Linked DNA regions of Gossypium hirsutum: region 2 is linked to region 1. The links are chromatin contacts, called in public Hi-C maps. All regions are on one chromosome and are shown on one strand. The core of a region is the stretch at or near the end of the contact, and the rest is flanking DNA. Distances in the headings are between cores, read along the strand shown. Region 1 has its middle 11 kb from the start of LOC121215179. Region 2 holds the start of LOC107910620 (protein NRT1/ PTR FAMILY 5.10).

Region 1 (5,752 bases), core at 1,045-3,544:
GTGAGCAAAGATATCATTCCACCAAGACTAAAAGTACTAGTAATTACCGTCTTTCTATTATTTAACCGATAAATTCGAGTGACTGATTGAAAACTAAAATTAACTAAATTAATTACTAACAAACATGACAAATAACAAATTAAAAAAAATAATAGATTAATAACCAAGAAGAGAAACAATACCAAGGAACGAATTCACCTAAATTTCATCTGTCATTATCAATCTAAATTATCTAATTTCTTTACTTAGTAACTTGATCCGTAGAAATCCATAAATTATGCCCACATCTTTTTCGAGAATAAGGGCAACTGACTCTAGGTTGATTAATTGAAATTTCTTTCTAATTAAAACATCTATTATCACATTAGCTCGTACTATGGATTCCCCTATTAGATCTAATCTGATAGATTTATGTCATCATATGTGTAGGATTGCATGCAACTCCACTCAATTACGCAAGATCTACTCTTAAATAGGGTCTATTCCACCTCTAATTTAAGCACATCATACATGGATTAATAGTCTAGAAATATCACCAAGAATTAAGCACACATAATTGAGAATAAGAAACTAAGTATTTATTGCGTAAAATAAAAATCAAATGACAGAATTCATCATAAGGTTCATCTCCCTAGGTATTTAGAAAATTAGTTCATACTTGAAAATAAAAACATTTAAGATACAGTATAACCAAAATAAATAAAGAAACTCATGATAATCTCCTAAGAAATCAATTGGGAATCTTCAATCTTGACGGAAATCTGCTTCAGAATTAGATTCAATGGTCCTTTTTGAGTTGTTTTCTTGAATATTCTATGACGACTCACTCTTATCTTCTTATTTTCATCATATATATGCATTAGAATGCCCAAAAAAACCTAAAAATTTTGATTTTCTGTAGTTTAGAGTGCAAATCCAGGAAATCAACATGGCCTACCACATGATCGTTTGGTTGGCCGTGTGGAATGGGTCAGCCCTTGTGGCTCCTATAACTTGCTTCGATTTTTTGATTTTCACTCGATTTTCGCTTTTTTTGCTCCCAAACGCTCTGTTAAGCATAAAAACATGAATTTAAAGGACTAGGAGCATAAAATTCACCATTAACATCAAATAATCACCCAATAATGCATTAAGAATGAGGGTAAAACATGTTACTTTTAGCATTTATCACTACTCTTTGTAACCTCCAACCCTCCGCCCCGATTGAGTGAACCTGCCTCTGTGACAACCACCATACTCTCTTCCTTATTTTTTCCTTGTTGTAACAATGTATCGAAAATTCTATTTCAAGTATAATTATTCTCAAAGTTACTAATTAGAATAAAATATCCTTGATGGTTGGAGTTTAACCCTAATGAGACTTCTAGTATAAGCCCCTAGTCTAGTCTATAAATTGCTTGTAAACCATCAAAGATGATTGCAAATTTTCAAAAAAAATAGACTAGAAGATAGATACTAAATTGTGAGTTATATCTGTTTTCCTAGTGTTAAGTTATTTATTAATCAATAATGGCCAAAGGTAGGTAAGTCTTTCTTATTTAAATGGATTATCAAGTTGATGCAAAGAAATTTTGGGACTCCGGCATGCTATAATCAATCCTTTGACTCTTTCATATTTGCATATTAAGAAGGTTTTAGTTTTATGTTTTGTGTTCCTTGAGAATAAGTAGAAATGTAAGTGTGGGTGTAATAACTTCTCGAAAAAGAGTTACCATAAGTTTATTCTTAATAATTTTCATACTTGTTCTCAAGTATTTTTATGCATTTTAGGATTATTTTCTCCAACATTTCATTCTGTGTTTAGTTCATGCTTTGTATGTTTTCAGTGCTATTTTAAGTTAGTTTTAGTGTTTAAGCATTTTTGCTTAAGAATAAAGTAGTATGCTTTATCGAATTGAAGGTAGAAAAGCGAAGGAAAAGTCAAAGAACGATATGATACAATACTAACGCACGAATACAAAGGAGAAGCATCTTGATTCTTGGCAGAAGGAAGCGCACTACAACACCACTTGGTACCGTAGTGCTGGAAGTAGGGGTGTGCAAAATTCGGGTAACACTGAAAAAATTTAGTTAACAGACCGAATTCGATTAATCGATCGGTTAATTAATTTTTTCGGTCAGGGTCGGTTAAGGATTTTTTGCTTTTTCGATTAACGGTTAAATCGATTTGAAATTGGTCAGTTAATCGAATTTTTTTGGTTTAACCGAATTTTACAGGGTAAATACCATGGGCCTTAAATTAAACCCAGCCCAATTTATTTTCTCTGCTCCAAGTACAACTTGGACTTGGACTGTCCAAGAACCGAACCTTTTCTAGTTTTCTTAATATTCAACAGGTAAGTAACAGCATTACAGCAACAGCTGACTTTCAATCTTTCTTAGTTTCATTCACTTAACAGTAACACAAATCGGATTCTCAATCTCAATCTCAGTCAAATCAGGAAAACCTACCAGTTCCAACACACCAATACCCAGACGGCCAGACCCAGGTTTTCTTTCTTCTCCCTTTCATTTTTTTCCAATTTCTTCAATAGGTCTTTATTGTATTTCTGGCAGATATATTTTAGGGTTTTGTTTTGTTTTATTTACTATTTAGTTCGTCTACCTTTTTCTGATTTACTTTTAACGTTTCTGCTTTTCTCATCTGATTCAATCGCAACACTTGAAACACTCAACTTGAGCTCTTTGAACAGCACTCTTTAAGCACTCACCACAATCTGAATCCCCCACTCTCTTTCACATTGCCCCAAAAGATAAATAGATTAGTAATTTGTGGTGTAAAAACCATGGTTGCTAACCACCCCACTTTCCAACACTAAAAAGACAGTGTCCCTCCTCTCTTCAAACCCAGTCCCGGCAACATTTGTAGCACCACAAGTTTTGAACAACATCTCAAAAGTTTAAAATCCCCTCGATTATGTTTACCAAGTGAAAATGCTTGTTTACCAAGTGAATATCATTTGTGTTTTGTCTAAATTTGGGGGATACAATTATTTAATTTCTTTTTTATTCTTGGAATTAAATGAAGAGAAGATTTAAAATTAATAAGCTTAAGGTTTTTTTGTTTTTTGAAAGGATAAACTCAAGCTTGAAATGGTCTAAATTGTGTACTTCCTAGCATCCTACGAGTTGGAAAATAGGGATCATATATTTTCCCAAACTCAAATGTCATTGCATTCCTGCATATGTTGATCGGTACTAATTTATTTTAATCGATGCCAATAAATTCTTCCATGTTTGTTAATAAGAAAGTAATAAAGAGATTGAAAAACTAAATTAATTAATGGAGAATTGATAAAATTATATATGGAATATTTTTTATACATGTTTAGGCTACATGGAAATTCACAAAGAGTTTACGTTTATATCAAAAAGAAATGAAAGTGCCTAAATTGAAATGATAAGACTGAGTTTTATTTTACGCGATTAAACCCTTTTCATCGAATTGAACCTTCAAACGATTAAATTTTCACACGAAATTTTTACACATATAACTTAACATATAATAGACACTAAAAATAATATTAAAATATTTTTTTGACTCGAATTTGTAGTCCCGAAATCATTATGTCCGATTAGGATCTAAATTGGGCTATTACAATCATTGATTTATCCTTTATGCTTGTTGTTGGCGAAGCAAACTGTTTAGCTGATACCTTGGCTAAAGCAGGCATGGAAAGATCATCTTTATATTTAGCTTCCTGGTAATTTGTAGTTGATCTTGCTCAAAACGAAGGGATTTGTTGGAGGTGGATTTTTCTGGATTGTCTCATTACTATGTTTTTGTCCCTCTTTATAAAATGCAAGGATTTTCTCACCCTGTACTGTATTGTTTTACTTTCTTAATAATAATAAAACAAATATGTATGTTGTTGCTACATAAATAGGCTATTATAAATTATATTTCACTATAAAAACATACTTAATAACACACCATCACCTAAAAATGGTTTTTTTTGTGTGTGATAATTTTTAGATCTTATATAAATTTTTAATTTTAAAGTGATGAAATGACACAATCTCAAAATGTCCTATAATCACACCTTAATGGAATCTGGGCTGATTTAGGGAATTAATGTGAGCACAAAAAGAATTACTGAATTGAGGGATTAAATGTTAATTTATCTCTCAATTCTTTTGTTTTTTCCGTCGTCATCTTTTACATCTATAGTGGTCATATGTTTCTTCTTTTTATACATATGTGATAGATTTATAAGTTAATTACATTAATATAATCACTTAATCTTATTTTAATTTTTTATACTATGTTTGTTATATCAGTTTTAATTAACGAAATATTTCTGCTCATGTTGGTAGGTTCTTTTATAATAAATATTTTTTTTAATAGTAGAGGAAATATTTTTTTATATTTGTAAATTAATATAATGTGTATTTATAAAGATTCACTGGTTGACTTAGGATCCAAGTTCAATCGGCTAGAAAAATATTTAAAATATAATTATTTTTTACATTAATTTATAATTGATATATTTAAATAATTATATAATTAAAAGAAAATGATTTATAATTAGTTTTTTCAACCTCAAAGCTCTTTATTCTCTCTATTCCAATTTCAACCTTTGTCTCTCCGAATTGATGACTCGATATTATTTTAATTTATTATATACTTTTTTTCTTACAGAATGTCAACCGAACCAACATCTATTGAGGGTAGTGTTACACCTCCTACTTCGATAGATTCTGAAAATTTGGGAGTTGGAACTTCTAGCCAAACAAAGGTGACTACCGAGAAAAGAAAAGCCACTCCTCAAAGGTCAGAAGTTTGGTCTCACTTCACTAAGATTATTAATAGTGAGGGTGCAAGTAAGGCTAAATGTAATTATTGTCAAAAGAAATTTTGTTATGATATGAAAAAAATGGTACAGGGTCATTGAAATATCATATTGGTTCATGTAAGAAAAATCCTAGTAATGTTGTTGAAAATACTCAAGGACAACTAGTTTTACCTAGAAAGGGAGTTGAAGGGAGGAGGGGAGAATAGAATTTTTCAACTTGGTGATTTGATCAAGAAGCATGTAAGAAAGGATTAGCACAAATGACTGTGATTGATGAATTATCTTTCAAGTTTTTTGAAAGTGAAGGTTTTAAAAAAATTATGTTTGTGGCATGTCCTAGGTTTCATATTCTTTCATGAACTACTATGACTAGGGATGTTTATCAATTGTATTTAGATGAAAGGATCAAGATAAAACAACTTTTGAGAAGTTCTTGTTCTAGAGTTTGCTTAACTACTGACCAGGGATTTAAATTGCGGTCGCGGTCGCGTTTTCGGTCGCGTCGCGTTTGTCGCGGTCGCGGACATAACGGACGCTATTGCGGTCACTGCGGGTATCGCGGTCGTGAATTTTACATTACTTATTGTGTATTGCGGGTATAGCGGGTTTCGGCAGTAACGGTTTCGGACGGTGCCGTTACCGCTATATAACGGCCGCTATTTCGGTAACGGACCGCTATTTAAATCCCTGCTACTGACACATGGGCTTCTTTGCAAAGAGTTAATTACTTGTGTATCACTGCTCACTGTATTGATAACGATTGGAAATTGAATAAAAAGATTTTAAACTTTTGTCCAATTTCTAGTCATAAGGGTGAGCCCATTGGGATGGTGGTTGAGAAATGTTTGTTGAATTGGGGGATTGATAAGTTGTTTACTGTTACTGTTGATAATGCAAGCTCAAATGATGTTGCTATTGGTTGTTTGAGAAAGAAATTTAACCCTCGTGGGGGTTTA
Region 2 (6,001 bases), core at 3,105-5,604, 36 kb before region 1:
CCCTATTTCCAAAATTTTCAAAATTTTGCATACTTTTCTATTTTGATTCAAATTAGTCTCGGATTATTCCCAAACTATTTTTAGGGCCTCCTAAGCTCAATTTAAGGCACGTAAGTGCATTTTTACCTTGATTTTTATAAGCTATTGAATGTTATCATTTATTTTATATTTTTGTTTTTGTTTGATGATAAATGTCATGATTTGTATTGTAACGCTCCGTAATCCTAATCCGACGACGAAGATGGGTTAGGGGTGTTACAGGCTCAAAACCAAAAGCCCCCAAACATTGAGATTTTTTTTTTGCAATTATGCCTTATTTTTAAAAAAATATTGTGGCATGAGACCTATGATTTATATTTTTATATTGCATGACATTTAATTAAGTTTAGGGTTTTTTAAAAAGTTATGCATGAATCCTGATTTTTATTTAAAACATCACTAACTATCATTTTCCATGGCTATACTTTAAATAAAATTTTTAAGGCATAATAAATTAGTATTTAACTAAAATTTATACAAGAATTAAAAAATGTTTTAAAATAATAGGTTTTCAAAACTCTGTTAGCTTTCTAGATCACTTTGGTGACTAATGTAATCTTCCAAATTCAGGTCTAACATCTAAGTTGGGTTGGGAAGGCTACAACCAGTTTATGAGAGCCCTGTATGGGACGCATAAAAGCCCTTTATGGGTGGTAAAGGACTTTACAGAGTCGAAGGCTTTAAGCCGTATGAATGAATGCAAGTCTATGGCATGGCAAGATTCAGCGAGGGTCCGTGAGATTATTCGCGTATGTGAATTCATGTTTATGTCTGCCTCACTATTTTGGCAAATATGGGATCCTCTTGATAAGTTCGCCAAGAATGAGTTTGATTATTGGTAATCTATGGCATTGTGTAACTCCAAAAATATGAGTTATCTGTTTATGCGAGTTCGTATATGAAAGACGGGCTGTCTCACATGTATAGGGGTGAGCGTTAGATCAAATCGAGTCGAATTGAGGGAAAAAATTTTGAGTTAATCGAGTTGACAAGTCTTATTTTATCATCCTAACTCGATTTGAATTTTTTTTCAAATTAGGTCAAGTGAAATTAATTTTGGGTTGAGTGAAATTATTCGAGTTAAATTAAAAAATTAAAAATGTCAAATTAAAATCTTATTACGGTATAACTAATTCCATGTTGGAGCACATAAATTTGAAACTATATATATTTGAAAAAATTTTCAAAGCAAAATAATAATAATATTTTAGTATGATAAAATTGAATCATTAATTAACTTATTTAGGTCCTGAAAATTGTTGTTCTATTTTTTTTAATTTTTAGCTTTCTTTATATATTTTTAGAATTTTTTAAAAATATAAATTTTGGATTTTTATAAATATTTTGAATTTTTTAAAATGATTTTTCAATTTCTTTGTAATTTTTGTTGAGAGAGACTAATTTGCTCATATTCAAACTTGACAAGGACTAAAAAGGTATTTACACCAATCTATTATTCGAATTATTCAAATTGTAAAATTCAACATGATTCAAACTCCAAACTCGAATTACTTATTCTAGTTGACTCGAATAATTCGAATAACCTGAATATCTAGATTTGATTAACTCAAAATTCGAAAAAGAAATCGATTTTTTAAAATCGAATCAAGTTTTGCTCACCCCTACACATGTAAGATTCCGCAAAAAGGGGAGTCACCTATATGAATCCACTTACATGTTATCTAATTCTAAGAATAGATCACTAAGTATGGGTTATCTGTTATTGCGGGATAGAGGTAGGATATGACGATTTGCTAGATTTGACTACTTGATTGAAATGAGTAGATTTTGTTTATTTATTCGTAATGGGGGTCTTTTTTTTATGAATATGCTTACTTGTCTATGAAAAATGAATCTACAAGGATCGTGCTACGAATCCGAGCCAGTTAGGACAAGCTACTAATAGTAGTTCACAACATGGACTATTTGCCAAGATTTGCCTTACTTGGTTATCTGTATTTATTGGTGTAAGATGTGCTATGAGAATTATTTATGGGTTTTCTTTCATATAAGTCCGTTGGTAAGAATCTACAAGGATTTTCTCTTAAAGATTCAGAAGCGTAGGAGTTCGCAAAGGCAACTAGCGAAGGTAGAATTGGTAGGAATAATCTGCCAAGAGATCAAATGTTTATCTATATTCTGATATTACATCTGTGAAATCTCATCAGTGGAAGCTTATTGGATGCAACACTGTATATAGACAAATATGAATTTTTTTTATTTTCAATAGTAGATCTATAGCAGTCAAGTACGTTGACTTGTTTTCTAGGATGTGCAAGTAAATAAGCAATGGTGTCATTAAAGAGAATGTGCCAAGCACATGTGAGCCAGTTAATGTGCCAAGCACATGTGAGCCAGTTCATGTGACGTAGATTCTTTCCAATAAGATTGGCGAATCATCCCAATACAGACAAGTCAAACATGAATTCTGAATCATGAAATACAAGCATGCTAGCTTAGTGCTGATAAGGTATGAAAACTCGCTAAGTTCATTGAACTTATGTATGTATTATTTTTGTATTGCATGTACAAATGGGAAATTCAAGGTTTCGAGGAGGTACCAGGCCAGAATCTACCGCACTGAGATGGACATGCTTTTTAGTCGTAATATGCATACAGTGGGGTGACTTAGAGGCAGAACCTCAAGGTTATAGTCAAATTTGTAATTAGATATGATTAAAACATTATTTTCAAACTAAGCAGATACTTAATATGTTAAAGCTACTTTGTAAAATATTTTGTACCTTATATAAAAGTTACATATTGAAATAAATTTATATATGTGACGAGGTCAATTAGATCATTGTGTTTTAATATTAACTAATTTAGTAAGTAGGAATGGAGGAATATATAGATATTAGAATATGTTAGTTAAGTTTTGAATATAAAGCGTAGCACCCTGTAATCCAGATCCAGCGATCGGATCGAGTATGTAGTGTTACACAAATCTCTTCATACAAACAAAAATGGAGACGAAAATCTTTTCATGCAAACAAATTTCTCTCAACCATTTTGATTCTTGAGGCAAAAAAAAAAATGTTTTTATTATTATAATGTAGAAAAAAAATCAAAGAACCTTTTTTTTAAATTGAAAAGTCGATGTTCAATAACAAAAGAAAAAGAAACAATTCTCTTTTCTTAAAGAATGAGAGAGGGGGAGTCCTTAAATTTTCATGCAAAATTTGGGCCAATCTTTAACAAATTTGATTAATTAAATAATAGTTTAGGAGAAGGTGAGTAGCATACCTAAATCTTAGGTCGATCTGATAATCAAAAATGGAAATAAAAAAAGGGAGAGTTTGAAAGTTTGGCTGTAGATCTAGAAAACTCTGGGCTTATTGTGGCAAAATTGATGTTAGATTTGGAAAACGGGAGGTTGAAATAATGTTAAGGTGGATTTTTTGGTGTTGATCGATTGTTATGGTTGCTTCTTAGCAATGGTTGCTGGATTGTGGATTTTGCTATAACAAAATTTCTAACCAAATAAAGTTCTAAGAACATCTCATTAGAAATTTGGGTATAACCCTTTAGTTTTTTACTAAGATATCTAACAAGATATTCTTAAAAATTTTGGTATTGCATTAGAGATTTTTATATCATATTAGAAATTTTGATATAGCATTGATATTTTGATATTGCATTAGAAATTTTTGTATTGATTAAAAATTTTGGTTTTGCATTAGAAATATTAACATCTGGTTAAAAACTTTGAAGTTGTAAACTAGAATTTTCAATCATTCACCTTTATATAAATTTAATTGTGGGGTTTAAATTTTTTGACATTGACAAATAAAATTAAGGAAAAATATAATTTTTTACCCCTAAACTTAGCAATTAGGTTCATTTTGGTATTTGTATTTTATTTTTGTTCATTTTGGTGCATGAAATTGACAACTAAATCCATTTTAGTCCTTGAACTTAGATTTCGTGAAGATTTAATGATGTGATTAGTGTTCTTGGAACATAATTGGATTGCTCGAAAAGATCAATAGAATCGACAAGCATACTAGTACAAACAAAGAGGTTGAACAAGTTGAATTGAAAATAAATCGAAATTGGTAAAAATTGAAAACTTAAACAAAAACAAGTAGTTGAACAAGTTGAACCAGTTTAATAAATTTTTTAATTTTTATTTATTTATTTATTTATTATTGGTCTAGTTGTTGAACCTATCAAATCGATTGAATCAAGAATCAATGGTCCGACCGGTTCAATCACTAATTCGGGTATTAGAACATTGCATTTGACACTTTAAGATTGTAGCACATCTTCACTTGAAATTTTGTATAATTTTTTAAATTTTCAAGTGATGGTATGGCATAATCTCTGAGTAACATGACACTAGGTTTTCATATTTTTGAAGTTTAAAGACCAAAATAAATTTAATTATCAATTTTTTTAAGTATCAAAGTGATAAATAATTATATTATCCCTATAATTAATTATAAATAAATTATTAAAAATTTCATAAAAGGACGCGTGTGGTGGTTATTTATGAATTATGATCTCCTCCTCCAGTCGGATCATTGGTTGAGTCTGAATTACTCCAAAACTTTTATCAGAGCTATCTCAATGTCAATCTCCGATCCCTCCGCTGCTCAAACTCCACTTTTGGATGACACTATTGACGGCTGCCTTGACTACAAAGGCCGACCTGTCCGCCGCTCAAGCTCCGGATGTTGGATATCCGCTTCTTTCATCATAGTCGTCGAAATTGCTGAGAGGTTTGCTTATTACGGAATCTCTTCTAACCTCATAACTTACTTGACGGGGCCTCTGGGCGAGTCTACTGCTACCGCCGCCGCGCAAGTTAACGCTTGGAACGGGGCGGCCTCGCTTCTGCCTCTCTTGGGTGCATTCATTGCTGATTCTTTTCTTGGCCGATACCGCACTATCATTCTTGCTTCCCTTGTTTATATTTTGGTAAAACATTTTCCTTTCTTTTCTTTCCCAATAGATAAGAACAGCTAATGTTTCATCATAATTTCTTCCTTAAATATTTAATTTTGGCGTTTAAAAAGACAGCCGCAATGCCTGGAATTTTGGTTCTTAGCATTTTTAATTTTAAAATTTTCTACCCTGTTTTTTTCCCTCGAATATTGACATAGAAAATGGAGGGTATAGTTCCTTTTGGAATAATAATTGACATGATTTTTAGCCTCTGCTGTCAGGTTAGGGTATTGAATTAATTATTGTGACTGAACTTGGATGAAACTGTGTGAGAGAGAGAGAGAGAGAGAGGCTTTCTGCTAGTATTCGAATTGTTTCATAGGTTTAAATGTTTTCCTGTCATTTTGGATGCCTTCTGGAGTAGTATAACTCAAGGTTCAATGAGCCAAAAAAAAAAACCTATAGCCCAAGGTTATCCTTCCTCCATGTGAGATATTTTTTCCATGGCTTCTTGGCAATCAAGGATGGACTTACTACAATGAAAAGAATGTCAAGCCTGGGAACGCATTTGAAATTGGCTTTCTGCTCCTTGTGAGAATAAGATTCATCTTTGTGGGTTGTTATCTGACCTAGAGAGAGAGTGAGCTGGGGTACCTGAGCTACAATTCTAGATGAAAAAGCATAGGAACTTTAGAATTGGTAAAACAACAGACCATTTTTGCTGCCCTAGCTCTGATGGAACTTTCGTTATTTCATAAAAGTGGCACCAGTTCATGTTATTTCTTTTGAGTTGTGATTGTGTTTATTGATATAGTTGGTAGAAATCAAGTTTCTAGTTTGAATATTTATATTTTTATTTTGAACCAGTTTCATAAAATTCTGTCTGCATGTCGTTGGTTATTAGCTGTTTGCAAAAGGAAGTTGAAGGGGGAGATAGAAAGAGCTAACAGTAGTTAGAAGCAAAACTTGAGTTTAATAGAAGAAATTAGGGAGAAACGAGGAAGTAATTGAGGAGAGAAACCATGGAAAATCAGTGAGGGTGAGAAGTGTCCAACTCAATAATTTGTTATCC

What was found. Hi-C and Micro-C count contacts between places; a contact is called where the count stands out from the background.
Region 2: a Hi-C map of leaf shows a contact between it and region 1, with 1.8 times the contacts expected there. The contact joins the promoter of LOC107910620 here to the enhancer-like site in region 1. A contact is called at or near these places in 4 of 34 Hi-C or Micro-C datasets (hypocotyl and leaf).

Annotation. Positions count from the first base shown.
Region 1 is chrD02:25,035,668-25,041,419 of Gossypium_hirsutum_v2.1, reverse strand. No RefSeq gene overlaps it. Among protein-coding and RNA genes, the nearest start is that of LOC121215179, 11 kb to the left of the region's middle. Within about 2 kb of position 2,294, at least 6 of the 9 cell types and tissues checked have an H3K27ac peak or open chromatin away from gene starts, as enhancers often do. A contact at or near this core is called in leaf, where this site is marked.
Region 2 is chrD02:25,073,627-25,079,627 of Gossypium_hirsutum_v2.1, reverse strand. LOC107910620 (protein NRT1/ PTR FAMILY 5.10) reads left to right here and starts at 4,354. Exons shown (of 3, transcript XM_016838528.2): 1 at 4,354-4,962. The coding sequence starts at 4,534.